Linked DNA regions of Danio rerio: region 1 is linked to region 2. The links are chromatin contacts, called in public Hi-C maps. All regions are on one chromosome and are shown on one strand. The core of a region is the stretch at or near the end of the contact, and the rest is flanking DNA. Distances in the headings are between cores, read along the strand shown. Region 1 overlaps taf3 (TAF3 RNA polymerase II, TATA box binding protein (TBP)-associated facto). Region 2 overlaps taf3 (TAF3 RNA polymerase II, TATA box binding protein (TBP)-associated facto).

Region 1 (7,343 bases), core at 2,422-4,921, 52 kb after region 2:
CCTTATTTCCATCTTCTGCTTTTGGTGTGAACCCAGCCATGTTGGCCAATCAAAAAGGAGAAAACAGCACACATGCTGACATCATGAGGCCACATGATTATCGACACGACCACCCAAAGTTTTCGAAAATCTTCATCCTGGTCAGAGTTTTCGTAAAGTTTCCGTTTTTAGTCACCTGGCACTGTATTTTTGTGCAAACAAACAGTCAAACCATTTAGAAAAAAAAGTGTAGTTTTCTTTGTGTGGACAGGCACCTTAGAAACATCCTTGTTCTTCTCGTTCTCATGTAACAGAACACTGGTGGACCAAAGGCCAATCAGAACACAAAGCAGACTGTAACATGACTCACGGGCCACACCCTCATCATTTGCTTGTACTTCAAGTTGTTCATCCATACTTGATGAGCAGTCACATCATCAGGAGAACACAGCCTAAGGGCCTACTCGCACTATGCTATCCGAACCATGCCCAGGCCCATTTCCCGGATCGTTTGAGAAGTCCGAGTACTCTGAATCGGGTTCAGGCACGGTTCACTTGGCCAGCCCTGGCCTGGTTGGAAGAGGTGTGCCTGAGCACAGTTCACTTGGACTTTGGCGCGGTACACTTGTGTGTGAGTGCAAAACGCGCCAGAGCCCGCAACTGAAAGCGAGACGTGACTTTTAAGGAAGTTTAAAGTTTCATATGGATTTATTTATCATTCTTACTGTTCAGTGAACGCAAAATGTCATAGGTTACTAAAGACGCAAACCTCACTATGCGCGAAAGCTGCGCACCTTCAGCAAACCTCCTAATTCCTGCAGCACGAGGACTTTATGATTGTCTATGAGCATCAAAAGTGGCTGATCTGTTTGCCGAAATATTTGACTGCGTCACTGCAGATCAAACGACTTAAACGATATAACTAAAGAAATCTCCACTATACTGAGCGAGAGCACTTACTGAACAGTGCATCATCGATGACGCATGCGTGTCCAGGCCTGAATGTAATGTGAGTGCAGGCCGTCGAGGGAGACGGGGCGGATGGGCAAGAGTGCTTTGGCCTGGTTCAAGGCAACTGTACATAGTGCGAGTACGACACAAAAAAAAAAAATAAATGACAGATTATACATGTATTCAGCTTCACTCCAAAGAGGCATAGGGTATGTTTAATTGAATGTTTTGTTATTTTTTTTTGTGTTTATTGCTAAATTTGATGCTTGTGTTTCAACAAACAAAAGTAGACTGCTAAATCGTGTCAAATCACCAAGGCTAAAGTTACTTTGATTGGTTTATAACAGAGAACTAAATTAAACCTGCACCCATAGAGTTAGAAGTTAAAAAGATTTAATTAGGCATCTACTTTGTTTGGTAAAACTTTTTTGACAAATTAAGCATTACTATAGTGTCCGTTTTCAGCATACATCAAGCTCTGTGTATATGTGTGCGTCTGTGAGAGTTGCATGTCAGTGCAGAGCTCATTAATATTCACGACCAATCCAAATATGGTCAATTATGGAACTTCTAATAGTAGGTGTACTTTATGGTGTAATAAATATGCATAAAAAACATTTCATTTTGTTTTTACTTACCTAAGCCATATACAAATATATGAAGACATTTGAAGAAATTTTTTAAATTTGACAAAAAAAATATGATTTTTTTTACAGTCTATAATTTATAACAACATTTTATCTCCTCATTTCTAGCCTAACAAAATCCAAAACAGCTAAATCTACTTCAGAAAGCAAAAACCTCAAACAGAGAGGATGTTTTTAAAATCAAAGAAATAAAAATAACATATTAAAACATATACAAACACATATATTAAGTGAACATCCATATTGCAAGCAAACAAGCCACCAAGCTGAAGTGTGTATAAGTAAAAGTGTTGGTGGTGAGCTGTTGATTTGAAAGCTGCTCTCGTCCACCTCTTGTTTCCTATGGTGGCATTAAGTGCTCAGCCAGACTCCCTCTTTGCTAACACAATAAACACACACTAATTCCCTGGCACTGCTAAACGCTTCAGCAGCACCGTATCTGTGCGTGTGTGTGTGTGTGTGTGTGTGTCCAATTACAGAACTTAACCATAAGAAAAGTCCTACAACACACTTTTAGAGTGTGATGCTTTATATCTGAAGATGAAGTAGTTTGTTGACTTCAGCACTATGGTGAATATTACTTTAATCAAAAAATTCTATTTTTTATGTATTTTTTAACTGAAAGTTTTTGCTATAATTTTAGTATTAATAATTAAGTATGCATTATGACTTATTAAAAATTTATATATAAATATGAACAAATGGTAACACTTTATTTTGATGGTCCATTTGAGTAATAGTAGACTGTCTGCTTAATATGTTTATACTGTTCCTTCAACAGACATTTAACTGATTATAAGAAACTTTTTATATATATATATATATATATATATATATATATATATATATATATATATATATATATATATATATATATATATATATATATATTAATATATATATATATATATATATATATATATATATATATATATATATATATATATATATATATATATAAAATATTATATGACAAATCCATATAATTTCAATTTTCAATTGTTAAGCATTTTTATTAATGAATGTCACAAACAAATCTATATTAAATAAAAATCAACATATACAAAATAAAAATCGAAGTAGTTTGTTAAGTGGGAATTTTTACATTAAAAATATGAATAATTATTTTCTATAAAAATTATTAAAAGTATATTATAACATAATATTTATAACTAAATAATTTTAATCTTATATTAAATCAAATCTAAATTTAATAAGTAATAAATAAATACATAATTAATTAATAATTAATTAATTCATATACAATAAATACAATAATAACAAATAAATTAAATAAATTAATCAAAACTGAAATAATAAACAAAACAGCTGGAAATGGTTAATTAAATAAACTTTAAAGTTCTAAACGTCAAACGTTCACTAATTCTGAATTTAGTTTTTTTTACAAAGCTATAGGAGAATAGAAGAATAAGAAAACTATTCTGAATGTTAAAAGCTCATATAAACCTATTAAAGGTTATATCAACAATATATACTGTAAACAACAAACTACTATATTATTGTAAAGTCAATAATTACAATTCCAAATAATGTTAAATCACAATATTTGTAGTCAACAATGAAGTAAAAAATCAATTAATTAATAAACAAAACTTGCTGAGTACCAAACAATTTCATGTTTGTCAACACTAATCGTTTGGGTTATTTTAATCTTTAACACATTTAAGTGGACTAAACATAAAACAATTAAGTTGTCCCCAAAAAAAAAAAAAGATGTGAGTTGTTTCGACTCTTTTTAAATAAGTAGCAGCAAAAGTTCTTTTTTGATTGAAGCAACAGGCTGCCAGCCAGAAATATGAGGGCAGATTTCTTCCAACTGCACACACACATACACGCACATTGAGGTTAACGGTGACCCACCCTGGCGCTGTGGGACAGAGGGCAGAGGTTTTTGTTGAGCCCGCAGGTCTGTCACTCTCTCTGGGGAAGGATTTAAATTCCTATCCCTCCCTTCCACCGGACGAACCAAACCCAACACACACAGCAGCAGTTTCAGCGTCTGGGCACACAAACACTCACAGCGGGCCCCCGACTCCACCAAAACACAAGCTAATATCATTACATTTACACACAAACATGAACATCACAGGAATCAAAAGTCAACTGTAAATCAGGATGATCCAAAACTGACTATTATAATCTTTCGAGATTCATTTACTTTATTCTAGTTTTTATTATTTGGGGATGAACTTAGACACACAACTTTGAAAAGTTAAGTTGAGGTTTAAATTATCAGTGGTTTATGTGTCGTTATGTTACCAATTATATTTGAATAATTATGGTATGAATTTATCTGAATTATTATAATATCAACTGGATACAATTAATTTTAAATCCAAATGTTATAGGAAAGCAGAACTTGTGGATTTTTACAAATAAAATATATATTAAGAATAATAATTTTTTGGATTAGAAATGAACATTTTAATAAATAATACATTTGTAAAAAATTTTGTAAACTCATAAAATGTATTCATTATTAATCTTAATAAAAAATAAACACATTTTTTATTTTTAAATACACAAAATATGATTTAACAATACACGTCTATATAATTTTATTACATTTGCTACTATGATTTTTAACAAGTAAATAAAACACTTAAAGTTACAAAACATTTATGTAATTAAATGTAATTAAAATTAAATAAATGTAAAAACTTTTATTATTACAAAATTACACTCATGAAAATTAAGAGTCATGCAATTAAGAGTCATTGACAGGTGAATTTTTTTTTATATAGATAGAGAGCATGTAAAATTTATATAAAGTATCTTTTATCATGTTTCAAATAAAAAATGTAAAAACAAACTGTAAAAAGTTTAATAATGTTTCATTGTCATTTAGTGGCAGTCTGGCTGATGTTTATTAAAAATTATAGTATCTTATTAAATATTTTTTAAAAATTATATATATATATATATATATATATATATATATATATATATATATATATATATATATATATATAAAGAATACATTTTAATTTTATTATTTTAATTTAAATTATATAAAAAAAAACATTGTTGAGTAAAACCAAAAGATTAAGGTATCAGATTTAAGATTCAGAGGGAGAGTAGATATAACATTTAAAACAATGATTTTTGCTGCTTGTTGAAACTACATATTTAAAATGAGTTGAAAAAACACAATTCTTGATTTTTTTTTTGGAACAATTTAATTGTTTTAAGTTCAATTCACTTAAATTTGTAAAAAAAAAATTTAAGTTAAATACATTTTTGTTAGGTCAATATGAAACAATTGTGTGGAAAACTGCATTTTTGGTGTAAAACTACATTTTAAATGAAAAAATAAAACTTAAATATTGAAGATTGGGTAAAACCAAAAGATTTGAGGAAAAACAGACATGACAAAAAATAACTCAAGATTTGAAGTGAATTTAATTTTTTAAAACTGAAGTCATCAATTAAAGCATGTTAGAAATGTTGGTAACTTGAATATAGTTAGAATGTGGTATATGATAAATAAATAACTTTCATGGAGTTTTGGCTGCATGGAAAAATCCCTTTTCTGTGGCTCGCATGGCCTATAATTTCCGACAATACGCAGATATATCAGTCCACAGTCCAAACATCAAATGTATCAAGCATCCAACAAGAATGTAACACATTTAGCAAAACAAGACCATGTTTGCAACAAAAACGGCACAGCATAAACAATTAAATTCTCTGAAAAGGCCTTGAACATTAAACGATAAAGAGTGACAGGTCGAAATAAAACCCACTCATGCGTAACTGCATGGCAGTTACTTTAAGGAATCACCCCACATTATTGCTCTTCATGTGGGTGAGCGTTTCGTAGGCGGTGTTCAAGTGTACGAACAGCATTTTTCCCGCCAGAGTCACGGTTCTTTCATATCAGAATGGCAGAAAAGGCAGAAGCGATGATCACATGACGCCTACGCCAAAGGAGGACAACAGACCAGGTCAATGACCAAACACATACACAATGAATGCTTCTGGATAAACAAACACACCATAAAGACAGATTCTGGAGAAAACAACACGTGTTTGAGCGCTGGAGAGACAGACGGACGGCAGAGAGAATGATAGAGAGACTGAGAGGGAAAAAGATAGATGGAGAGGAGGAAAAGAGGTTATTTGATGCAAGAGTGCCATCTAAAGGCAGGTGATGTACTGCTGGAGGTTTAGGAGGATAAGGTGGCTCACTTTTTAAAGGCATTCATTTCATGATGAATGCTATTGAATGATAGATTCATAAAGGGGGAAAAATATTAATTAAAATAACACTCCATACTGATAATGAAGAAAAATAAGAAAAAACATCTGCAGATAAAGTAATAAAGAAATAATAAAAAAATGCATATAAATAAATAACACTGCAAAAATGCTGGGTTCCAAACAATTCCTCCCGTTTTCCCCAACACAAATTAAGTTGACTTAAAAGTTTTACAAATTTAAGTGGATTGAAAATAAAACAATAAATATGGTTAAACTAAATTCTGTTTAGCATCTTTATTTATGTAACAACAATTGTTTTGTTATATTGTACAAGTAATATTTACTAAATACAATGCATTAAGTCTTAATACAAATATTGAAATTTCAAATAAAGTTATATTATATTATATGTAAATACATACTTTCTAGTGGAAATTTGTATGCACTAAACTATTTTGATAAATAAATTCAATATCATGTGTGCTAGAAGTATAAGTAATTTATGTCAAAATTCAAATAAGAAATCTGTACTAAACAATAAAGTCAAAAAGAAATATATAATGAATAAATAAAGATTTGTTAAGTAATAAAAATGGAATTTGCAAAATGAAATAATCTTTGCTAGGTGTTAATATTTATCATATCAATCGATTTTCAATAAGGAATCCTTAATAAAGCATTTGCCTAAGAACCCTAATACTCTAATTGAAATAATCAATGCATGATTTATGCTATGTCCAAATAATTAACAGAATAGAAACATTCCAAAGGCCTAAAAGTCAAACAGATGTTGATGCATGAATTTATATGAGAAAAAACAAGATAAATATTGCTAAAAACATTGTTTAGAAAGTAAAAACTAATAAAACTTAAATATTTAGCCTTTCTACCCCTCAGGTGCCCTTTCATAACTGATTTATTTGCATCTTTTAAGGGACCTATTCTACTAATAAGCAGCATGGAGGAAACATATGAGTGATTAAAAGTATAAAGATTTTATAGCAATAAAATTACACACTTTGCCAATTACTGAATAAACAAATAAACAAGCAACTCAATTTGTTGTTGTTTTTTTCATAATATCAACACTTTCATATATTTTATCTCAACTAGATAACCAATGAATATAACTACAACTCAAAACCAGTAACTCCAATCACACAGAAAATGTATAGCTAACAAATGTAATGCAGATAAAGATACTCTCACACTGTACCCGGGTCAGTTCTTACGGTTAACGCATGTTCAGGTTATTACAAACAGCAATACAGATATATAATATCAGATATTGGGTCTGTGTTTGGTTAAGTTTTTTTCTATGATGATAATAAAGCAGAGATAATATAAGCTTGCCTTTGATCATACCTGAATCTGACGACTTTACACTTTGCACAAGCGGTTCGGCTACGAAGAGGATCAAGTTTGAACCCAAAACTGCCTCAGACAGAGAATGAAAGAGCGGCGGCAGAACCCAAAGAATAGGAGTGTGACAAAAGACAAAAAAAAAAAAAAAAGCACAGAGGATCAAGCGTTTTACGAAGA
Region 2 (6,870 bases), core at 768-3,267:
TTGATTTATTATATTTTATTGAGCTTCGCTTCCTTACAAAACCATCCCAATCGATCTAAACTTATACATTCTCTCCAAATAGAGCTATCTGAGAAATCTGGTGATACTATATTCATATCATGTCTCTCGCCATAATGCGGTTCACCTTTCGCAGTCTCTTTTTTGTGCAATTTGACATGCTTTTTTAAACAGTGCATTGTGTTCTGCATCCTAATTGGCTGTAGACCATTGTCAATCAATCTCCTCCATGCCATGCCTCCTGTAAAGTACAGAATGCATTCAGCTTGCCAAGTTTTCTACCCAACAAATTCCGTAATGTCGACCAAATGTTCTGCACCCTCAAAGGCACCTGCAGTAACACCCAAAAGGCAAAGGAAGATGCTAACCATTGCAAAAAAAGTTGGACTTCTTGACATGCTAAAGGAAGGTAGAAGTTATGCATGTGTTTAAACAGGAAACAGGAGAGAAAAAGTTTATAAAGAGCGAGGTGAAGGGTTTACAGCCTTAAACATTTATAATAATTGTAAAAATTAAAGTGGACTACTTTGCGAATTTCACCTATTGCAGGCTAGTTTTAGAACATAACTCAAGTGAATAACGGAGGACCACTGTATATATTGCAGTAAAAGAAAATATTTTAATGTCACTTTTTCCCAATATTGTGCAGCCCTATTTGTTGTGCAGCTGTTTTATATGGAATACACTGATGAAATGCATTGCCTCCCTATGTACTGTATTTGTACAAATCTATATTCAAACGTATACTGTACTTTGCAAAAATCTAAATAAATAATTTTTTCAAAAGCAAGATATTAAAATGCTCATTAATACGCACTAAACCATGCATTATCATTCTTCTTGTGTACAGGGTTTAATAAACTGAAACCGCAAAACTATAACAATTTCTGTCACTTCGAATTAAAATTTTAAAAGAATGAAAGAAAATTAAGCTAGTTAACAAGAAACATGTTAGCAAAAAAGATAACGTTTAAAAAATCTATTTGATCAAATGTGGATGTAGATAAAATGTGTGTATTTATATATATTTATATATATTTTTTCAGCTAACATTAATATAAATAATTTAAATTAATTTAATAATGTTTAAGAAAAGCAACAGCTGTATTTCAATGAGTAACAGCTTAAAGTAATGGTCAATATTAAAATTTGCGTTGTGACTCAATTAATCATCTATCATTCATTCCTTTTCTTTTCTGTTTAGTCCCTTTATTATTCTGGGGTCGCCACAGTAGAATGAACCGCCAACTTATCCAGCATATGTTTTACGCAGCGGATGCCCTTCCAGGCAAACCATCACTGGGAAACATCCATAGACACTCATTTACTCATTAGACACACATACACTACGGACAATTCACCTATACCACATGTCTTTAGACTGTGGGGGAAACCGGAGCACCCGGAGGAAATGCACGCCAACACGGGGAGAACATGCAAACTCAAAAAAGAAATGCCAACTGACCCAGCCGAGGTTTAAACCAGCAACCTTCTTGCTGCGAGGCGATCATGCTACCCACTGCACCACCGTGACACCCTTAATCATATATTAAAACATATAAATATGTATAAAACTATGTACTGTAAATAAAAGATTCACATATTTTTTTAAAGAATACAAGTATCAGTATAAGCACTTTGTTATTTACATATTTATTTATCAAATTAATAATTAAAAAAATTATCATTTTGCCTATTTTTGTGATTTCACTATTATATCCTAAAAAAAGAGAATATAATTTACATAATACATAATTCATCCATTTACAGTATCAGCTAATATTGTCTAATATGATGAGTATATGAATATACTGAGGCTCCCTAATAATCACACTCACACTGGAACTGTCTCACGTCTTTTAATTGCTGCCAGAGCTGCTGATTAAAGCCTGCTGTTGCCGAGTAACAGGTTGATTGACAGGCTGGGAGAGAGTGGACAGCGGCGCTCACTGCGGTTTTGACCCTGAGAAGGGCGTGTCAAACGCTCAGCTCTGATTACACACACACACACTCATTATTTATGCTTCATCTGACTGACACACACACAGGACTCCCTTGCGGGGCAAAGATGGTGTGGGGTTTGCCCTGTCCAGGATGTGACCCGAGACCCTCCAAAGGTCAAAGTTCACCCATGCCCATGTTTTCATGCGCATCAAAAGAGCTTCTGTTGAGAAATGTACACTATTTTTAGTTATTGCTTATGCAAGTCAATCCTTCTTTATCTTATACACTGAAAAAAGTGTTGCATGCAGAATTGTTGCAAACATTTTTTTTATGTTGAATTTAAACAAACAAATTAAGTTTAATAATGTTCAACTTAATTTGTTTGTTTAAATTCAACACAAATAAATTGTTTACAACTTCTTAACGTAAAAAAAATGAGTAAATCCAAGGAATCATCTGTGAATATTTTTTTTCAGTGTACTTAAAGGCAATAGTTCACCCCAAAATGAAAATTTAATAAACCATTTACTTATCCTGAAATGGTTCCAAACTTTTAGTTCGCTAGAACTATTTTGAAAAAGTTTGGAAAATCAAAGCTACTGATATCCACTATAGGGAAAGAGAAAAATAAATTAATAAGTCAATAATAATTTTTCTATCCAAAGATGTGACTTCAGCTTATGTGCAAAAACTATAATATCACATAAATCATTTGTGAATAAAGTATCAATTTAATCCAATGGGTCAAGGAGAAAAAAAATCATCTCCTCTTGATAAACTGTCGCAAAATATCCAAAAAGAAACATGGAATTTGATGTGATCTGAGAAGCCACTGTGGGTATTTTTTCATATTTAAAAAATTACTTGCGCCTTAGTAGATGAAGAGGAAATGCAATGAACGCACGGTGGCTTTTAGATGCGCGAGATGCTGCAGAATTTTCTTGAAATACCGAATCAATAACAACCTTTCACATGTTGGCAATGTGGTCGGTTTGCAAGTTTGTCCATTAATGCCATCTCATCGTCGAATTTCACTACATAAAAATATATATTTAAATTATATAATTAAATAAAACATTTTATTCAGTAAATGTTTGTCCATCTAAGTTTAATCACATTTTTTCTTAACCAAAAAAATATTTATCCTACTCAAGTTTTTTTATTGCACATTTTCAAAATGTAAGCACATCTTGGTGTTTATATTAAGCTTTTTTTTTTTACACGATAGTTCAAAATGCTTACAAATTGTCTACCGTTTACCATTCTTCAGAATATCTTGTTTTACATTTAACAGAAGAAACTCAAACAGGTTTGAAACAAGTGCAGTATAAATTATTGATGGCAGAGTTTTCATTTTTTGGTGAACTATCCCTTAAAATCTACATTTCATTTAGCATCTTTTCGCCATCTTTGTTTGAAACTTGCAATTGCAGTACTTTGCAGAATGATAAAAATATGTTTAAAAAAAAAAACAATTACAATGTTACTAAAAAAAGAAAGCAAAAATAATACAGCACGATTTTAACTTATACATATACGAAAAAGAGTAGAAAGAAGCAAATATATGTTTAATCCTACCCATTCACTGCTCTACATTAATAACAAGTAACTATCCATAAGAATAAGTAATAATCTATAACAATAATCATCAATTTAACTCCATGATTCTGTCATTCACTCTTACCCTAATACACACTTTTCACTTTCTACACGTCATGTACAGTTTACCTAAATAAACTGTATCAACACAAATCAAATCTGTTCTTCATTTATGTACGTACTGAAAACCACATTTATTCTGCTTTCTGAACTGGGCCACTCTTGAACATTTTTTGAGCTCCAGACCTAGTTTGTTCCAAAATTTCACATCACACATACACTACCTGATAAAAGTCTTGTGGTCTATTCAAGTATTAGGAACAACAAATAATAACTTGACTTCTAGTTGATCATTTGGTATCCAAAGTTGCTTATATGAAAGGCAAAGGCCTCTACATTATGCTTATTTTACCAAAATAAAATATGATCATGCCTTGATTTTTAATTAGTTAATTAGGACAGTAAGGTCTGAATTTGCTCAGACAAAAATGTCTTGTCGCTTAACAGAAAAAATGTACAGTATAGAATATAAAGTCATGGTGCAGTGGAAAAAGAATTAATATTGTGTATGACTCCCATGAGCTTGGAGGACTGCATCCATTCATCTCTGCTATGACTTCTTAATAAAGTCATCTGGCATGGCAAAGAAAGCGTCCTTGCAGAACTCATCAAGATTCATTAAGATTCTTTGGTTTCAACTTTAATGCCTCCTCCATCTTACCCCAAACATGCTTTATAATGTTCAGATCTGCTGACTGGGCTGGCCAATCCAGTAGAACTTTGATGTAGAGGCTGAAGTATGAGAAGGAGCGTTATTCTGATGAAGAATCTGCCCTCTTCTGTGGTTTAAATCTAATGGGCAGCACAACTGTCTTGATACCTCAGGCTGTTGATGTTGCCATCCACTCTGCAGATCTCTCCCAGGCCCCCATACTGAATGTAACCAAAACTATGTTTTCTCCTTTACCAAACTTGACTGACTTATTTGAGAATCGTGGGTCCATGTGGGTTCCAATAGGTCTTCTGCAGTATTTGTGATAATTGATTCATCGGGGAAAATTCACCATCTCCCACTTTTCCAAATGAACATCTAGAAGTCAAGCTATTATTTGTTCTTCTTACAATTAAAAGCGATAAAAAGACTTTGTCAGGTAGTGTAGAAATACAAAAAATTGTTAATGTTGTATGAACATAAGAATCCCTAAAGTTTCATGCTATCCTAAAATTATATCTTTCCTCCATTATTAAATCTTTAAAAAAGTATTAACAGAGAGTAAATTACATTTACATAACTACATGAGATACATATTTTTTTGCTGTTAGAAAAGGAACTAAATAAATAAATTTGAATATATTTGATTTGAAAAATAACACATTAGTGTGAGATTTATAACCAGTTTTATTAATTATCCGTGTTGCTCTTTTTTGCAACATTTAAGAATTCAAAATGCCTTTCAGTCACTGCGCAGTCGCATAACTCTTACCGTGACACGCACCTCTTAAAAAATGTAACTACATGTCGCAACGACGCGTAGCACAAGCTCTGTGATTGGTCAATTTGGTAGCTGTGACCAGTGTGGGTGGGACCGAGAGCCGTGTAAACCAGTTGGCGCGAGTGTTGACAAATATCAAGTCCAGTGAAGTAACTTTATATGGACACTGTTGTTTTGTGTTTACCTTATGATTAATCTTGTTGCATGTCTGCCAGTTCTCGCCTCTGAATGAGCAAGTTTTAGCTACATACAAAGAAAAAAAAAAAAACACCAACGAAAAAACTCGACACAGAGGAGCAATAAAATGTACTGTCAGCTAGCGTTTCGGAAGTGTTATAGCAACACAAACAGCATGCAGAAGTATAAATGCACGACTAAGCACAAGGCATCACTCGACGTAGAAGTATAAACCAGCCTTAACTGTCGTACCATTTGAGTTTCACATTCCTGAGATGAGGCTACAAATGACCCTGGTATTTGATGTATCTAAAGCTGGAAGTCCCTCTAACTGTGTACAAATGAGATGTATAGTAACAATAAAAGATGAACAACAACAAGCTCGCATCTCATTTGAAAACCTACAAGTACGACTTAAAAAATACGAAAACATTATTACAAACTTACCAATGTGAATCAGCTTAAAGAAAGAAGACAATTTGAACACCGACTGGTTATGTACTTGATTTTGCATCATATTGTAACCAAACTGCAGCGTTAAGACTGAAGTCTTTCAACCCAACATGAAAGTTAAACACAAACAACATCTAAAGCTTCATGTTTATGCAAACGAAATAAAACACAAGGACGCACATAAAACACATTTCCCTCTTGAAAGGACCGCTGATTGTGTTTTCCTACACACCAGACTACAGGTGTGAGGAAAAAAGCAACATCAGAGGCACAACACACTCCCGGTCTGAGAATAAAGGCCTTCCTGTGCAAACAGACGTAAACACTAATGTTTCCCGTCCTGCATGCAGGTGGAACTGAAGAGGTGAGGAAGACATTGAACAGCGCAGTCAAAACATGCTATACTTTCTCAGGCTAAATCACTCTGGCCATTAAAGCGACATCGGTCACGTGTAGACGTTCAGGATTCAGTAATCGCCTTACCTGTAGTATGGCGCTGTGTGTGTGTGTGTGAGGGGGTTAAGTGGTGTGAACACTAGCGCTATTGATAGGAGTGTGCAGGAGGGGGCCATGATGTGGTGTGTGTGTGTTTGCCCCCCTCAAAGACCTCACGGGCCGTCTGGGACTGGTCACAAGACCCAAAGCCTGAAACTCACACCTGTACACAGACTTAGAGACTCTGGCCACACAGAGAGTTGCCTGATAGTCTTGAGCCTTCATTCATGTGTGTGTGTGTATGTATGTGTGTGGGGTACTTACATCTTGTCTTGTCCGGCGCCCACTCTGAGGGTCAGTCGGGGTATGACAGGAGACGGTGGGACAGCAGGAGGAATTTCAGCCTGAACGTAGATAAAACGCATTGATATCAATTCAGAATCAATATGCAAAGTGATACCATAAAAAATACAGCAATTATTATTATTCTATTTATTTTTGTCATATCAATATGAATATTTAGTAACACTAAATATTTGCTTCTAAATAAGTACCAACAAACCCTATTAACTACTGACTTTTTACTTGTCTATTATTAAGATACTAGCTGTTTATTTGTACTTATAAAGTATGATCTTACTCTACATCCATAATTCCCCAATACAATAACCAAATTACTACTAAGAATAAGTAGCAAATTTGTAGTTTATTGAACTAAAAGTCTTGATTTGTTAAAAGTGAGAATTGTACC

What was found. A called contact is a pair of places that touch in the nucleus more often than the background predicts.
Region 1: a Hi-C map of embryo shows a contact between it and region 2, with 2.0 times the contacts expected there. The contact joins two enhancer-like sites. A contact is called at or near these places in 3 of 18 Hi-C or Micro-C datasets (caudal fin, embryo and gastrula embryo).

The regions. Positions count from the first base shown.
Region 1 is chr4:25,787,215-25,794,557 of GRCz12tu, forward strand. The region is part of intron 2 of taf3 (TAF3 RNA polymerase II, TATA box binding protein (TBP)-associated facto); the gene reads right to left. Among named protein-coding and RNA genes, the nearest start is that of taf3, 26 kb to the right of the region's middle. Within about 2 kb of position 3,672, at least 4 of the 62 cell types and tissues checked have an H3K27ac peak or open chromatin away from gene starts, as enhancers often do.
Region 2 is chr4:25,736,549-25,743,418 of GRCz12tu, forward strand. It overlaps taf3 (TAF3 RNA polymerase II, TATA box binding protein (TBP)-associated facto), which reads right to left. Exons shown (of 7, transcript NM_001042744.2): 4 at 6,444-6,523. Among named protein-coding and RNA genes, the nearest start is that of gata3, 32 kb to the left of the region's middle. Within about 2 kb of position 2,018, at least 9 of the 62 cell types and tissues checked have an H3K27ac peak or open chromatin away from gene starts, as enhancers often do.